Linked DNA regions of Macaca mulatta: region 1 is linked to region 2. Evidence: chromatin contacts called from public Hi-C data. All regions are on one chromosome and are shown on one strand. Each heading gives the region's core, a stretch centred on a gene start, on an enhancer-like site or on the middle of the called end of the contact. The rest is flanking DNA. Distances are from core to core; before and after follow the strand shown.

Region 1 (2,700 bases), core at 7-2,506, 60 kb before region 2:
CTTCCAGGGCTGTTTCCAGAGGGAGGTGGAGCCCACTGTTACCCGTTTGCTCACCCTCCACCTCCCCTGGCCACCAGACAAATGTCTTGGGGGCACTCCAAGGAGGCTTCATTCTGTTCTGCAGTTGTTTTGAGAACATTCGAACCACCTTCTGGTCCAACCACAAGGTGCTTCAAGCCCAATATCCTAATGGGGTCCAAAAGGATAGGTTCGAGAAGGACTTGGCTGTCTTCCAAGATCAGTGACTTTCCCACCTCATCCCCAGTTTCCCTTAGTAATCCACAGTGGATCTGTCAGCCATGACTTTACTTTCACTCTTTCCAAAGCTACTTGCATTTTCATCTTGTTGCATCTTTTGGAGCTAATGAATTCCTTAGGTTTTCCATTTGCTATAGAGAATAATAGTTCTTTTCAGCCACCATAGCAAGAACATTGACCTTCAGGTCCAACAGATCTAGGTTCTAGCTCTCACTTCTGCCACTTACTAGCTGAGTGGGCACAGGACATTTTCTTCCCTTCTCTGAGATTCAGTTTCCTTCTCTGCATAATAGGGTTATTGATAACTCTTCTTCCTCCCTTGCATGGAGGTTATGATGAGAAAATAAGATCCTTGATATAAAAGCACTTGAACAGTACAAACTGGGGTTCTGGTGCAGAGTCATGCTTTAGCTGAATTTTCTAGCTAAAGATTGGGGGCCGTTGGTTCTAGAATTCTCAGATCTGGTGAATAAGGCTGTGCTCCCTCTCTCCGTCTCTGCATAATTTTATACACTCTGGTCACATCCCTTCCCAGCCTTCATCGTTCTAGACTAAAGAGTCTGCATTTGTTTAATCTATCTTCATATGTCAGCCCCCTCCCCCCCCCCACACACACACCATCCCTTTGATTATAGAGTGGCCCTTCTCTGGATCATCTCCAGCTCCATTATGTCATTCTGGAAGCACTAAGACTAGACCTGCTCAAGTGTGTGTGTGTATGTGTGTGTGTGTGTGTGTGTGTGTGTGTGTGTTCCTCAGCTCTGAACCTCTGACTCTGACCCCCTCCCCAGTTACAAATCCTAGAACAGGATAATTACCCAAGACCTTGTCCAACTACAGAGAAGGTTGGTTGGCTTCAGACTGAAGCTTCCCCCTCTTTCTCTGCGCAGCCCTGGCCCCAAGGGGCTAAAACTGCTCCCTGTCTGGCTTGGGAAGCTGAGAGGTGGATAACTAGGATGGGGAGACTGAGGGGGAGGGGGGGGTCTTGCGCAAGCGCACGCGGCTGCACGGACCGCCAATGCTGCTGCCTCCCGGAGCACAGGGAGGCAGAAGAGGAGGGAGGGAGAAGAGGGGAAGGGAGGGGGAGGCGGCACTTGGGCTGCAGCTCGCAACCAGAGGCAGTCTCTCTCAGCTCTCGGAGGGACCGAGAGAGGCAACCGCGGAGTAGGATGCTCTGCGGGGCGCCCAGAGCCGGGGGCGCTTGAAGCAGCTTCGGGGACTGGGGCAACCGGGCAGTTTTCACCATGCATCAGTCCCTGACTCAGCAGCGGTCCAGCGACATGTCCCTGCCCGATTCCATGGGTAAGTCTAGCGGCCTTTCCTTCGGGCGGCGGCAGCAGGGGGTGAGTGCGCTGGCCTCTGGACTGTGAACGCCCCGGCTGCCCCAAAAGCCAGAGAGCGGGAAACGGGGCATGGGTGGGGTGGTCTTCGCGCCCCAGCGTCTGGGTGATGGACCAGAGTCCCAGGGGAGCGGCCTGGCTGCAGAGGGAGCGACGTGCGGAGATCGGAGCGCCAAGCTTGCGTCGGAGTATCTCTGCCCCGGAGTGCGGGTGTGTGCCTGTTTGTGTGCGTGTGTCTACAGACTCGCAGTCGGGTAGTAAATCCCAGCAATCTGAGGATCAAAACACTTCCCTGCAACCTGCGCCTTAGCTTTCCATTCGACACTCCCTCTTTGCAAAGTCCTGGTCACTTCTAAGAGCTCACAACTAACGACAATTAGAAGAAGCAGGGTCTTCGCCCCCTCCCAACTCTCTTGAAGCTGCCCTGAAATTTAGAGATGCAGTTGGGAAGGGGCCTGATTTGCACCTCGCTGATGCGGGGGGCGGGTGGGTTGCGCAACTCTGGGGGATGGGCGGGGGGGAGAAAAAAGGGGGGATGAGGGGAGGGGAATTCCTGAGGACTCACTCAAGACAGCCCAGCCCTGCCCTCTGCAGCGGCAGGATCAACATTCTTTGAATTTGATTGTTACTCTGCTCCAAATGCACGGAATGTGCATAAGTGTGAAAAGGGAGTAAGGTGCAGGAGTGAGAGCGCGAGAAACATCCAGCACGAGCCCGCGCATCTTCTGAAGTAGCGCTTTTCCTCTCAGGGCGGAATGGAGGGGGAGGGGCATCCTTCGACTCCTTTCCTTACAGAAACTGGGGGACAGCTACCTTCGGCACCAACTTGGCTGCCGCTTGAAGCTGCTTTTTGGTAGTTACAAACAAAAAACAAACCCAGTCCCCCTCAGCTGTTAGGCATCTTCCCAAGCCCTATGATTTCACTGGGCGGAGAAATTAATTTGGAGCCCTGGAGAGCGGGAGGGGATTGTAAAATCATGATCCCACCTAATCTTTTAAAATTCGCCTCGGATACACTTCAATCAAATCGAATTCTCTCTTTCCAACATACTTTACATTCTGCAAAATCCCTTTGTCCCGCAGTTCCTGCCACCAGTCTGCT
Region 2 (2,700 bases), core at 58-2,557:
TTTCAAAATGATACCTTAAGAACAAACAGCAGGCAAAAAGTCTAAAAATCAAAGATTTAAAACATTATTAGAAGGTGTTGCATGTTAACAGTACCAAGGAATTTCAGGTTACCATAAAGGTATTCATCATCAGAAAGGGTGACCTTTGGACAGTTTGCCAAAAACCAGGGCTTCCGAAATACGGGCATTTCCACAGAAGTCGATTTTAAGTGGAAAGACAGGTTTTCTGAAAACGGCACGCAATTTTTGTCAGTTACACACGGGTTCTTCCAATATGGGAATGCGTCAAATGTACGTGTCCAGGTGACACTGGGACTCGGTTTCGTTTCGTTTATGTGTCCCCCTCCTCCCCGTCAGGGTGGGCCCAGGGACAGCACAAGTCGGTCTGAACCCACCCCGAAGATCTGCTATTCGACTGTGGAAAAGCCATTCCACATCACTGTGAAACCCTTGACCAAGGGCCGGTTTGGAGGAGCTGGTGACGGTGGAAAAGAGATAAAAGCCATCCGCGAGGGAGTGAAACAAACCGACACGCGGCTCCCTGCGGCAGCTGAACCTCATCTCCCTTCCTCCACCTCCCTCTTCCCCATATGGACCCTGCCAGCTGCAACCGAGGTTTTTAACCCCAATTCACGTGCAAAGCAAGCTTCTTGCAAATACAGATGGAGGTACAAACAGCAGAGTGAAGGCGGGAGGAATATGGGGTACCAGGGAAAGTAGAAGGTGGTGAAAGGCAGGGTGGGGTGTTGGGGGGGATGAAGCGAAGCAGGCGGCATTGTTGTGCCCCGGGAAGGGGACGGAAGGGGAGGATGGGCCCGGCAGAAAAGCTCTAAATCAAAGTAGGGGCTGGGGAAGTAAAAGAGGCACAAAAAAGCAGGGAGAGGGGCGAGGGAAAAGCCAAGTGGGTCTCTGTGATGGGCTCCCCACGCCCCGGGGCCTACCCAGGGCACCGGCAGCCCCTCGGCCCCTAACGGCGAAGGGGACCGCGCCGCCGCCCTCGCTGCTCGTCCCCTCCTTCACTCCCCGGCCCACACAAAGAAAGAGCCGGAGGAGCAGAGCCTCCGACTCTGCCGCTTCCTGGTTCAAGTGAGGCGAATGCAAACGCAGGCGCGGCCCAGGGACGGAGAAGGCAAGCGCGCTCCTTCGCCCCCTCCCGGATTGGGGCCGGGTCCTCACCTGCTTCGCGGCGCCGCCGCTTCTCCACCTCGGGACGCGCGGAAGGCTGGGAGTCCCCCAACAAGAAGAAGCCGCACTCCCCGGCGATTCTGCCCCTTCTTTAAACGTCGCTCCAGTCTGGGTCGACGTCGACGCGGCCGCCGCCTCCTGCCGCCAACGCTGCTACAGCTGCCCCACGCCGCCGACAGAGGGCACAGCGCGGGGGCGAAGCGCTCAAGTCAAAGGCGCCCTCCTCTTCCGAGCGCAGGCCGGGGTGGTCCGGAAGGGCCCGAGCTTGAGGCGGCTCCACCTCGGCGCCGTGCTCTGCCTTCGGCTCTTTCCGCAAGGGGGCGGAGGAAGACTGGGAAGCTCTTGTGTGTTCGGCTATTTCCGGAGGGCGAAAGGGTGGGAAAAAAGGAAAGGGAAAGATCTGTAAGGCAGTCGCAAGCAATTGGATGGAAGGGACGCGAGTCGTTTTCATCGAAATTCAATGTGAACTTCTAGGGCCTACAAACTTTTAGAGACTATACAGGTTTCATTTCTTTTGCAAATTTGAATCTGCTCTATTAGACTGTTTGCTACATGATAAACCATCTTGAAATAGAATACATACAATCAAATATGAATTAACAACTTCTTATGGTAATTCAAGTTCTGGGATAACAAGACAGCAACTACATTACATTAACTACTTTTAAGAAAGAAATTTAGTGTTTGGACAACTGTCTTCTTAATTGAATACTAAATGATGCAGTACTGTGTTAATTCCCTCATTTCACCTAGCATTTACTAACCCCTTGCTTGATCTGTAGCAAAAACCCTATGTTAGGCTCTCGAGAATACAAAAATGAATAACCCAAAGGTCTCTACCTCTTTAGGGAGCTCAGTAGGTAGGTACACAAACATGTACAAAAATATTTGTACAAGGTGTAGAAGCAGAGAAGAGAATAGCAAATCGAGTGCTGTCATTTGACCTGTATCTTGAAAGATTAATAATATTAACACTTGCATTTTTAATTTTTTATTATTACTATTTTAATTTTTTATTATTACTATTTCCATAGCATTTCATCTTCAGAGGGCTTTAGTGTCTGACACATAGTAAGTGTTCAGTGATTAATGACTGAAAAAATACATTGTGAGTTACATAATTTTTTAAAATCCTCTGCTAATACCCTTCCAACTGAGTACCATAATGAATGAAACAACAGGATGGGTGTTTGGAGAGCAAAATATTTCCCTTTTAGGCTGGTTATTGATCATATCTTCAACCAAGGAACCAAATAGTAACTTTTTTCTGCCATAATTAAGGCCATTCACTACCTTCCTTATCTTTTTAAAAAGATATTTATAGGATAATACTGCATTCATTTCCAAAAATCTTAAATTTGTACCTATTAATACCTTGCAGTAGAATTCCTGTGCTTCTTTCCTAAAAAAAAATTTTGCTGAAAATGTCCATCAGGATATTAGACTGAAAACAGATCTAACTATATCTAATTTTCTCTGACAGGAAATCAGACATGGATGTCATCATCTACCCAT

What was found. A called contact is a pair of places that touch in the nucleus more often than the background predicts.
Region 1: a contact with region 2 is called in a Hi-C map of liver, with 3 times the contacts expected there. The contact joins the promoter of TMEM255A here to the promoter of ZBTB33 in region 2. A contact is called at or near these places in 2 of 14 Hi-C or Micro-C datasets (blood and liver).

What each region holds. Positions count from the first base shown.
Region 1 is chrX:126,716,137-126,718,836 of T2T-MMU8v2.0, reverse strand. TMEM255A (transmembrane protein 255A) reads left to right here and starts at 1,256. Exons shown (of 9, transcript NM_001193758.1): 1 at 1,256-1,560. The coding sequence starts at 1,503.
Region 2 is chrX:126,656,250-126,658,949 of T2T-MMU8v2.0, reverse strand. It overlaps ZBTB33 (zinc finger and BTB domain containing 33), which reads right to left and starts at 1,307. Exons shown (of 2, transcript NM_001266950.1): 1 at 1,177-1,307.